Linked DNA regions of Lactuca sativa: region 1 is linked to region 2. Evidence: chromatin contacts called from public Hi-C data. All regions are on one chromosome and are shown on one strand. Each heading gives the region's core, a stretch centred on a gene start, on an enhancer-like site or on the middle of the called end of the contact. The rest is flanking DNA. Distances are from core to core; before and after follow the strand shown. Region 1 holds the start of LOC111910262 (pyridoxal 5'-phosphate synthase-like subunit PDX1.2). Region 2 holds the start of LOC111910261 (protein ROLLING AND ERECT LEAF 2).

What was found. Hi-C and Micro-C count contacts between places; a contact is called where the count stands out from the background.
Region 1: a Hi-C map of leaf shows a contact between it and region 2, with 4 times the contacts expected there. The contact joins the promoter of LOC111910262 here to the promoter of LOC111910261 in region 2. A contact is called at or near these places in 4 of 4 Hi-C or Micro-C datasets (bud, leaf and seed).

Annotation. Positions count from the first base shown.
Region 1 is chr5:287,622,371-287,628,506 of Lsat_Salinas_v11, forward strand. LOC111910262 (pyridoxal 5'-phosphate synthase-like subunit PDX1.2) reads right to left here and starts at 2,579. Exons shown (of 1, transcript XM_023906065.3): 1 at 1,268-2,579. The coding sequence starts at 2,351. The coding sequence ends at 1,419. LOC111910263 (a long non-coding RNA gene) reads left to right here. Exons shown (of 4, transcript XR_002856491.3): 2 at 1-46; 3 at 750-791; 4 at 877-1,130.
Region 2 is chr5:287,407,344-287,413,555 of Lsat_Salinas_v11, forward strand. It overlaps LOC111910261 (protein ROLLING AND ERECT LEAF 2), which reads right to left and starts at 2,172. Exons shown (of 4, transcript XM_023906064.3): 1 at 878-2,172; 2 at 579-754; 3 at 122-345. The coding sequence starts at 1,952.

The sequences.
Region 1 (6,136 bases), core at 1,329-3,828, 220 kb after region 2:
GAAGCCATTAAAGCAACCAAAGTCTGAAAAGAAGGAATATGATGAGGTATTATCTATCATCATGAGCAACTCATTCTCCTCTATATTTTGTTTGTTCATAATTATCTACTTTGTCGATCGACGATCTTCATTTTGATTGCTCGAAAAGAATATATCTAACATGATTAGTTATTCTCGTATGGTAGTTTTAGTTTAATGTCTCAATCGATAGGTAATTGTAGCTTAAGTTCTCTTATTAGTTGTGTTTTGATGGCGATTTTTTGTTTTCCAAGCTTCATCGTGCCTTTTTTGTGATGTTTGAAGATCCGTTTCCCTGCTTAAGTTGTAGATTGGCCTAATTATTTTATCTAGTCAGCAATCATATGATTTTTCAAACGTTTGTTCTTGAGCTAAACTCAAATAATTTCATAAGGAAAAGGTTATGCTTGAGGCGAATCTGTAGTTGCCATCAAAATTCACCAGAGTTTCTTTCATGTTAATGCTTATCAGCTTATGTGCATCCCTTTAGTCGTATTGTTGTTCTTCCATTTAGTTGGGGAAACATAGGTTTAGAAAATATAGAAAATATAAAATCGGTTAAACTCAACTGTATAGTGTTGTGGTACAAAAATAATATCTGCCAAATGAACATAAGCATACAATTTGCAAAACTTATTTGCTTAGAGCTTCAACTATGGTACTAAATTGCTAATTCCTTTCAATTCATATGGGCAGAATCCTACCCTTGCTAATTCATTTTGTTAATCCAGGTTGATAAGGCCAACATTCAAAAGAAGAAAGATGAGGAAAAGGTGCATCATTTTCTGTTTTTTTTTTCTTTTTGTTGAAAGTACATTAAAATCTAGGTTGCTAAAATGTGATATGCATTTTGATCAGGCACTTAAGGAGCTTAGAGCCAAAGCTCAAAAGGGAGCTTTGGGAGGTACTGGTCTCAAGAAGAGTGGAAAGAAATGATACCAAGTGATTGTTATGTGCACTGATTTCTGTATCAAGTTTTCTGTGATTGTTCTTGTAGAAATTTAAGAGGAACAATATTGGTGGTATTCTTGTTTTCTGGTTCTACTTGTTTGTGTTCAATATGCAACTTTTCTTTTCTTTGTTTTCAATTTGAAAGATCTAGCAAGTTTAAATGGGTTGATCCAGATTATGATTGATGCATATTTGTATTAAGGTTCGAATTTCAACTGTGAACTTCATGATTCAAAAACAATAACATATTACAGAAACCAAATTGGATAAGCAATATGTGAAGAAACCTAGGAAAAACTTCACCAAGGATTATTCATATTTCTTATTTCTATTCTCATCAAACAAAGATTGTACATATCAATTCACCATTTTTCAGTCTACAGATTTTAACATCTTTCTCCCTTTTTATCAAAATAAAAGTGAACAAGTAATTGTAATCATTCAAGGATTTAGTAGCTACCTCCAGTGTTGTCATCAAGATTCAAACCTGTCATTGCATCAGAAGTGGTTGCTATGGAATCATTCAACCCAGAGCTTACCTTGGCTAATATATGAGCGTCATTGTAGTTTCTAACAGCTTGCACGATTGCCCTAACGCTCTTGTAAGGATCAGAACAATCGAACACTTCAGATCCCACAAACACACCATCGCATCCTAGTTGCATCATTAGGGCTGCGTCTGCAGGTGTTGTAATACCTCCGGCAGCAAAGTGAACCACCGGAAGCCTACCCATTTGCTTTGTTTGCGCCAAGATGTCGTAAGGTGCGCCCAATTCTTTCGCGAATGTGAATACTTCATCTTCATCCATGTTTGTTAAAACCCTAATTTTACCCATCACTTCTCTCACGTTTCGAACAGTTTCAACAATGTTGCCTGATCCAGATAGATCTCCTTGAGTTCTGATCATCGCCGCACCTTCTCTCACCCTCCTTAACCCCTCTCCCAAATTCCGACATCCACACACAAACGGAATCCGGAAGTTATGTTTGTTGATGTAGTTATCTTCATCAGCTATCGCGATAACCTCGTTCTCATCTATGTAATCAACGCCGACAGCTTCGAGTATCTGCGCTTCAACGAAATGCCCCACCCGCGCTTTCGCCATAACCGGAACTCCGACAGCCCGTTGGATTTGTTTAATAACGGCCGGATCGAGCATCCGTGAAATTCCTCCGGATTCTGACTGCTCTGCCACAATGACACAACAAGCTCCGGCGGATTCAGCGATCTTGGCTTGGTCAACGTTTGTGACTTGGACAATCGCTCCGCCACGGAGCATTTGAGCTAATCCGACCTTAACTGAGAAGGCATTCTTGTTCTTCTTGTTGGGATCAGATATGGCGTTGCTTCCATAAACAGTGACTGCAGTGTCGTCGGCCATAGTGTTTGATAGAATAGAAGCCAAATGAATTCAAGAGATTTGAATTGCGTTAGAATGTATAGAGATGGAGAAGATTTATATATAGAATTTGGAAAGTAGCAGCGATGGAGAGAGATCGAGAAGTTTCTGTAAGGTTCGTCGGTGGCTTCTTCCAGGGAAATTGCATAAAGTGTCCTCCCTTGTCTCGCACAGAATTTGACCAATTTCACAATAACTCACAACCGTGACCCGCCACATACACCATTTCACCGTTAGTTAAACCTATTTTCATATTTTGAAAGATGAATTTGGAAAAATAGCAATATAATTTGGTTTTTTTTTTTATCAATAATGATATGTTTTTAGATTTTATATTAATAATAATAGAAAATCATAATTTCCTGTCGCCTTTAGAGTTTAAACAATGGATTGTTGACCAGTTATCTAACTTTTTTTATATGTTGAATATGGTGACATGACATTGATTGGATAATCACATTGTATTTTAATGTACTTAAAAAAAAAAAGCTTAATTTTGATAATTTTAATTAAATCCTTCTCTTGTTTACCTGTATTATCTATGCAACGCGTTGGCCTTTCAAGTTTCATCCCCTCACACACACCTCTCATCTCTCCACATAAGCAGAAATGATCATCTCTATGAACTTTTGCTATTTGATCATTACAATGAATTCGAGTCCCCCACCTCGCCGCCCTACCACTAGTCCTAAGGATCATTTACAAAAGATAACTCTGGACTGGACTGCCACATGTATATCGGTATTGGTTTCGATTTTTTTAGTTTCATTACCTGCAAACCTGATTTCCACATGATGACCTTCATATGTCTTAGTTCTAGCGTGTAGTTCACTTGATGTTCCAAGTATTTTATTAGTTTAAATATGCCCACTTATAACAAAGTAAAGAAAAAATATGTCATTTAGGGCAAATGGTAAAAAATTCTAACTTATTTTTCATGTATCATGCTTTCAACACCAAAAAAAAACAATAAGCCAAAAAAAAACAATAAAAGTTCCAACATATCTTTCACGCATCATGATTTCAACACCAAAATAAACAATAAAGGGTAAATTACATCATTCGTCTATCGTGCATGTGTCAAAACGCACGTTTAGTCTCTATTTTTAAAAATTAACTCGGATGGTCTCTCGTTTGGTTTAATTTTGCACGCTTCATCCCTCAAATATAATTTTATTGCGAACTTAGTCCATTCCAAAACTGAAAAGATGATAATACCATTGTGTTTTTATTTTTCAATTAATTTAATGTTTTTATTATTATTATCAATTTTTTTTTTAAAAAAAAATAGAGACCCTTACACTTTCCTCACCCTTTAGTTTGTTTATAATCAGAATCAAATACACAATTCAATGAGACCCAAATTGGAAACAAACACAAAGAGAAAACCCAAATCACCGGCCAGTCGTTGACCACCAACATCGTCTCTGCCTTCGGCGAACCTTTTCTCTCCATCTATCACCATCTCCACCTGTTTTGTGAGCTGGCATCGCCACTATCGATCTGCGTTGAAACCTAACACCACATAAAACCCTCACTATCGCCACCTTCATTCGATAGACGTTGATGGTTCTTTGATGGTGGTGATTGTGACTCTTCCAGAGGCACATCAAAAAAGACGAAGGGATACAACAACGATCTAGGATTTGGGTTTCGAACCTTCAGATGGTAACGACGATTTAGGGTGTTCAAAAGAGAGGGTCGGAGTGGGGGTTTGATGGTGTCGGTGGGTGAGGTTTTGAGGCAGTGTTCTTGTGTGTGTGTGTGGGGGGGGGGGGGGGGGTGGAAGAAGAATGTTGAGGATGCAAGTATGAGATCAGAAGAGATGATCGAAAGTGGGGTTTTGATGGCGTCAGTGGGTGAGGGTTTGATGGCATTGGATGTGTCTTGTAGTGGCCGGAGATATCGTCAGAGTGTGGAGTCGGCTAGTGTGGGTGGTGATGATGGGCGGAGATGCACCGAAGAACACAGGGGAGATAAACTGATTTACTCTTTCTTTTATAAAAGGCAATTATAATATTTTATTGATAATAAAAAAAATCAATAAAAGGGCAAAATGGTCTTTTTATGTCCTGAGGGATGAAGCGTGTAACGTTTAAACTAACGAGAGACGTTCCGAGTTAATTTTTGAAAATTGGGACTAAACGTGCGTTTTGACACATGTACGAGGGATGATTGGTATAATTTGCCCAAGTTTGTTTGTTCTATAACCAATAAAAACAAAATTAAACATCAATTGTCCTCGTTCAGTGTCGTGTATAATTGGTTTCCTTTATTTTCTAACCGAATTTTGGGTGCAAACCATCAAGTCCACTACCGGTGTTGTCAAACCAGTTCGATACTCATCTACTATCAATCGCAAATTCTATAAGCCAACTCAGATGCCACGGTCGATACACATATTACAAAAATATATAACAAAAGGATTAATCATTATAAATAGATTATCTTATAAATAAACTTAAAAGGTACTAAAAATGTATTACAAATTATTTTTGATCATCCGAGCAACGATAGAGAAACACAACACGTTTTGTTTCCACAACTAGCAAATTTCAAACTCTTTATTGTAAGACACTCCAGGCTCATTCAAATAACTTTCTACTGAGTATCCACTAAAATCAAGTTGGTTCCTTCAACTTTTAGGAAATCACCCAAAAAGTCGTTATCGTCATTACAAGTCACTACTTCTTAATGTTTTTCTTCTTGAGATGATCAATGATTGTCGGTTTTTTGTTGTATGCTATAAATAAATTCTCCGTCTTCCTTTCAACCTCCTTCAATTGTATGACCTAATTTGGCATCGGGCTTTCATTTGCCACTATGTATGGGATCATCTTTTTAAAGGTATGTGTCACAATGATGATTTAAGTTATGGATCCAATAACACTAAGAAGTACATATAGTTCTTGAGTTTGTTGAATGTACCCCAAATATATGTCATACTTCGATCGTATTTCTAGACACATGTTGCTAAAGTCCGGTTTGGTTGACCAATCTCTTAGATGTTCGTCCAAATCTAAATCTTTCTAGAAAAATACATGGACCAACAATTTTGATGATGACGACACAATCTTCTTTTTTGTTTTGAATTTTTCAACAAACGTCACCACGTCTTTTATGACACCGAAATTTGAGTGCTCCAAAGCTCTACCTAGACTTTGTGTATATTCAACATCTACCAAAAACATAAAAATTCTTAATAATAAAAAACCCTCGTTAAAAAAAACAATAAACAAAGTTTTTTTTAATAAAAAATTATTACCTTGAACTTCATATTCGACAAACGCCTCTCTTTAGCTCCAAGGCGGTCTTCAACAACTCATGAGTGGATTTACATCTCGTAGGACAACCATCGCCAAAAACTTATTTGATTCTAATCCATACTTTTTTCATATATTTCTTAAACTTTGAAGTTCTTTGGGTGAATTTTCTTGTGTATCTAAGGTTTTTTTTCATATCCCACATGATAAACTTATTTCATTCTAATCCATACTTTTTTCATATATTGCTTAAACTTTTAAGTTATCTGGATGAATTTTCTTGTGTATCTAACGTTTTTTTTTCATATCCTACATGATAGTTGTGTCCTTTTAGCTCACTTTTTACAATAAGGTTCAAGATATGGTTGGTGCACTTTATGTAGAAATGTATTCAAGCTTATGCCTAAATGACAAAATAATAATCCCATTAAGTGCAATATATACTCAACCAAGCCTTTGTTTTCTACATATTTAAAGAGTAATTTGCCAACAACAAAGAGGTAT
Region 2 (6,212 bases), core at 922-3,421:
TGGCCCACATCAAGTAAACAACTACTTTTCCAATCCACATTGGAAGTGGATTTTTCTTGGACTTTTGACCATTTATCTTAAAGAATAATTTTGAGAAGAATTATACGGATTTGAAACTTACCCATTGACAAGTTGAACGAGTTTTGGGTACAATTGTTCATCACGAAGCCGATTGATTTCAGAAACGGTTGAATCCATTGATTGCATGTCTACAATGTATCTTGTGTGCAGATGACTTACAGTTGCTTTTGTTCTCTCCAAATGATCGGTGCTAGCACCACGTTTTTTGAGTTTATTTAGTGACGCAATCTTTTTTTGGTACTCAAGTTTCATCAATTCACCTGCCTGTTGACTTGAGCATCAATCAAATGTGTTCAACTTAATCTAATAAGATATATATATATATATATATATATATATATATATATATATATATATATATATATATATATATATATATATATATATATATATATATATATATATGAGTGTTTCTTTTTGACTTAATACAGAAAGATGACTACTTTATACAGAAAACTTAATGGAAAATGTGATGTGATTTGGGTGCATCAAGGTACCTTGACTTCATCATATAGCTTCTTCTCCCATGCAAGCATCTTGTCCAACACTGTAGCATGAGTTTCATTCTCTTCAGAATCAAAGTCATCCTTCTTATCATCAGCATCTGGTAATCCTTTAAAAGACTTATTCCATGTAATCACACGCATGACTCTTGCAGAATGATCTATATGCCCTGAAAACCAACAATCCAGTCACAGATATCAGCATTAAGAGAATTTTCTACTAAGTTTTGGATCAAATCTTGCAAACAGTTTACTACCCAGTAAAATTAAGAACATGAATCATGTTGATATACCTCGATTATCTGCAAAATTTGAGTGGTAATGCAGTCTATTGGCCTCGAGCATCTTTGAAACCTCATTGGCGCTTTCTGATGCTTGCAGAAAACAATCATCAAGCTTAGTAAATATCTGCAACAAGTCCAGACTCTGTCCACCACCACCCTTCCCGGATGATCTTCTGCCTTCTGCTGGAACTGACACAGGAACCCGAACCTTCTTTACAGCTTTAGGTAGGGGTGGTGGAGGCTCTTCCTCCACTTCGGTTGCCAATTCTTCAACCTCATTATCACCACTATCGCCACCTCTTCCATCGCCACCGTTGTGATTCATATGATTCTTCATAGACCTGTGTTGCACCTGCACCTCCTCCTCCTCCTCCTCCAACACTTTCCGTTGGTGGATTTCTTCGCGTTCGAATCTACTGCTCTGGCTATCTGCTTCAGCCAGACTCGGGCCTGTAACGTTTTCCATCGACGGGAAAAAGTAATCCCATGAAGACATCCCGTGAGACGGAGGTGGAGGTGGTGCGGCACGATTGAGAGTGTTTTCAGTCGGACGTGGTGGCGTTGGCTGTGGTGGAGATGGCGGAGGGAAATCCTGTTTTTCGGCCTCTCTTTTCGAAACACTTCTGACACCGGCACCAGCGGAGCTTCTAGAACTAGTCCGGCGCTTTAAGCTACGATCATCAATCTCATCATCCTCGTCGCCTTCTTCGATGATCGGGTCAGGATGCGACTTGAATTCCGGTTCCGAAATGGTGAATTCCGGCATAGTAGCGGCGCGTTGGAGAGGCGGTGGTGGGGGCGGAGGGAGGTTTTCGTATGGGGGTTGTGGTGGTGCTGGAGGGAGAATGGTTGTCGAAGAGGAAACTGCGTCAACAGAGGAGGGATGCCGGTGATCAGAGAATTGAACCTCGCCTTGGGCGTAGTCACTAAGTGCGGCGCCGGTGTTCTTGAGAGCAGCAGCGTAGGAGAAGTGGGCAGCGGCGAAGGCGTTCCGAGCAGATACTGATTCTTTCATCACTGTTTTCCTTTCCTTGCACCGATTCACAATTTCTTCGTTCTCGATCTTCGATTGTGTACAACCCATCTCTGATAAGATCCGACTGATCTACAAACCAATTATTTAGTAGAAAATTGGAGGAATCAATTTACAGTGTAATCTGAGTGCTTTCTGGTCTGTACTCTGTACAGAGTAGGGAAGAACGGAGAGAGATAGAGAGAGGTGATTTGGGGATACTGAAATGCGAATGTTAGCCAACGCGAACATCCATGATGACGATTGTCAGATACGGCGACGTTTTGCAAGACCGACAAACACTTGGAAGCTCTTTTGTACAAGGGATTAGGAAAGTCAAAAAGATTGCCATATATATATTTTCACTTCGACCCCTCATGTTGTAAGTCTTATGATTCTAGACCCACTACCTTTTCTTTTAAAATTTAAGATTATGTTCCTTTAAACCATTTATATGTTCTCTTTATATATTATACGAATAAATCACCTCTTTAATAAAAGAATTTTTTTAAGGCCATATGGTACCTTTCTACATAATACTTCTGCCACATGGCACTTTTTTAAATTCTCAACTAATGGTTTATCGCTCATATAGTCTCAGAAGAATCTTCAAAACGGCAAAACCATCAACCATATTTTTCTTCGAAATTAGCAATACTTTAAATCTCTCTAAGGAAATAAATTTACACTTGACTTCATTGCTCTCTATATCCACCTTCTTGCCATTGTTCTACCTTCACTGTCATTTTATGCAAAAACAAGTCGTTTAAGCACACCTTTTTTCCTCTAAACCTTTTTATTCTATCAAACATACTATAAAATCTCACAATTTGGTCTTTTATCGTCCAGTCGAGAAATCAGTTGCTGATAATCAATATTTTGGGGTTGATTAGCAAGATTCAAAGAAATTATGAAGGTAATCGCTTCCAAATTTTAATCTCTGTATAAATATAAGTCCACCACATTCCTTTTTACTGATCAATCGTTGAAAGTTTTTGAACTCTGGAGTTATTTGATCTAGAAGTACTGAGTTATTTGATTTTTGAACTCCAACGTTGATCAAATTTCATCTTTGGTTTCGTTTGAATTGGAATTTTTCATGTATCTTTTTCCTATTCATCCTTTTCAATTGAATGTTTATGGTTCTATAGATGTTCTTTTATCAATTTCTTTTATCATTTTTCACTAATTTGTCAACTAATTTTTTACTATTAATATTGTTTCTGAACAAATATATCAAGTGTTCCACAAAATTCCTCAATGGTTACTTAAGGGATCCACACATTAATGGATAAGACCTTTATTATTATTTCAAATTTTGGTCAAAATCTAATATGTTTAATTTTTAAATTTATGCTGATTTTTCTTAAAACTATTGCTTTATTTGCAAGGTATTTGACTATACAATTTATATGATTTTTGTACAAGAATGAATCTAATCAAAAACCAAAGATTTTGAGAGTAATAATAAACTTATCCATTCTCCATCAAATTTACTTGTCAATTTGACAATTATTATATGTTGTTATTTGAAAATCAAGATTTTATTGGCTATTTGTTAGTTTAAAATTTTCAGAAAGTAGATTATCCATTGGAGTGGGATATTTTTTATCTTTGTTAATATGATATTCTCAAAAATCTTGAAGGTCCTCCTCAGGTTTGTAATTTTAATTTTTATACCAAGTATTTCTTTCAAAAATGATATTAATTTTATTTGGGTAAATGATAGAAAAAACACTTGAACTTTTCATATTTTTATTGATTTAGTCATCTCGCTATTTCTTTTGGTATTATTTAAACCATTAAACATTTTTTTATAGTTAAAAAAAATCAATTTTCCGGTTATGGTTTTGTTACAGAGGGAAAATACAAAAAAACAAAGTGTATTTTAACCATTTTATCTGTTTAGCCATTAGATTATTATCGACTTATCCACTAAACTATTATTTTAATAATAAAAAAACAATATTTTTTACATCAGTAAAATGGTGACAATATGTTTTGCTTTTTCAAAATTAGGTCACTAGGAAAAATGATTTTTATAAACTAAAAAATATAAAAATATTCTGGTTAAAATCATTATAAAAAATAGTTAAGTGGCTAAATCAATTAATGTCGAAAGTAAGTTGTAAGTTTTTTTTTTGTATTTTTCCTTTTTTGTATATAAATGAGTTTATTGTTTCTCATTGTTATTTTTTCTTGTATGCAAGTTAAACGGAAAAAATGATGTCCGCATCTCTCCTATGTTATTTGGATTTCAATTTTTAATATTTTAGATATTAAGAGAGGAAGGAAGAATGGTTAGTTTGAACCTCGAAGAAAAAAAAAGCCCTGCTTCAATGTGCAATGATGTTAAGATGTCATATGCATAAAACTTATGAATCAACTTTATCTAAATGAAAATTTATGTGTTCACCCAAACTCATACTTATCTAAACTACCTCGGGCCTAATATCTTGCCTAAAGACCCATTCAATCCATTATATCAGTTTATTTATAGATTCAACTTAACATGTATATTATTGCAAAACTAACATCATTGTGTTCAACGGCCCGAGATCAACATTTTAATGTGAAAGCTAAAAAAGAGTATTGTGGACCTAATAATAATAGTTTACCATTTTTTTATTGGGCGAGAATTTAACCGCATTTACATTACTTGCTGACCTAAAACAGAATTTTAAATTATCAATTTTATTTCATCCAGATTCTTTTCATTTATCATGGAATATAAAATAATCATTATTTACTTTGATCAGCCAAGTTGATAGAGAAATATTGGATAAGTTGCATCATGTAAAGTCATATAGAGAGTGAGATGTTATTATGCACCAATATATCAAAGTAATTTGCTATTACTTGCATTTAAGCCTACAAAACTCACAAATAACAATGTTCTATTTTTTTTATCAATTTGTGTAACAAGCACTCCTAGATGCAAGTTTTTCTCTATATTTCATATTGGACCTTATTATTATCAATGTAGATCGATTCTGTCAAACTCAAGCACTAAGAGTTCATTTGCAATAAATTTATATGTTTCCATTCTACAAATTTTGGAAGCTTAGGTAGTCTTTATTCATTAATGACTAACAATAACCTCTAATAATTTCAACTTTTTTTTTCTAATTTTCATCTTATTTTGTATACTAATATTATTAATTTGATTACAAAGTTTTAGAATATTAAGGCAACATACTTAGGGCGAGTAACTATTACGAACTCGTGGATGCCTTAAGAGGGTCAACAAACAGTAAGAGGACCTATGTGCATAAGAGGTAATTAACCAGAGTAAAGAAAAAAAATCTTTTTTGAAATTGTGTTGTTGTTTTCATGAATTGTTTGTTCATTTCATTACAACATTGTAATAGGAAGAGATGAATGTACTATGCTATAATATGTTTCAAAGTACAATGTTATAATCTATTTCTTTATTAAAGTATTATTCTTTTAACTTTTTCGAAATAGCAACATACATTTAGGATAATAACTTTGGTAATATTGAAAATTTTTGAAATTATTAGTTTACCAAAATTAGATATTATCAACTAGATACTATAAATTAGTGAAAAGACTTAAATCAGTAATTAATAATGAAACTTTTTAAATTTCAGCTAAAATAATTATTTGCAAATGTATTATTAATTATAAATTAAATTTTAGAATTGTTTTCCTCTATCAACCGTGTTCCATACGGGTTATAATCTAGTGCAGTGCTATTATCATATCATTGTTGAACGAGAATAAGTCAAACCTAAAAGTGATCAAATAAAATAATACGACATAAATCGAAAATCAAAAAAATTTAATTGGATATATAAATATAATATATGTATTTATGTAATTATACACAGATTCTGACGGAATTATGTTTAGTTTCGACCATTTGACTGATGCTTTTAATTTAACTTTTTAATTATACATTATGCATTAGTGATATACCAAATAATAAATAAGTTGGCCGAATGTCACGTTTACCAATTACCATTATGTTTCTTTTATTCTCACACCTTGACGTCATGATATTCATTGAAAACAATCAAAAGATAATAATTCGTTTGTATAAAGTATAAGTCATCAACAAAAATAAAAGTTTAGTAATTCATGTTTGTATGAAATTTAAACAGGTGAACAAAAAATAAATAGCGAAGAGGTTACGGCCTTATAGGGTGATAAATAATAGGTGTGTATTATTAAAGATAAGGGGTTGGTAGGTTAAAGAAAATAAGAAAAAAAATTGTGGTGGCCAGTGTGGACGAAGCGATTAAAGACACATTCGTATGTGTTAAATTGTTTTGTGATTTTAGGACTTGGGGATTGCGAGACAATACT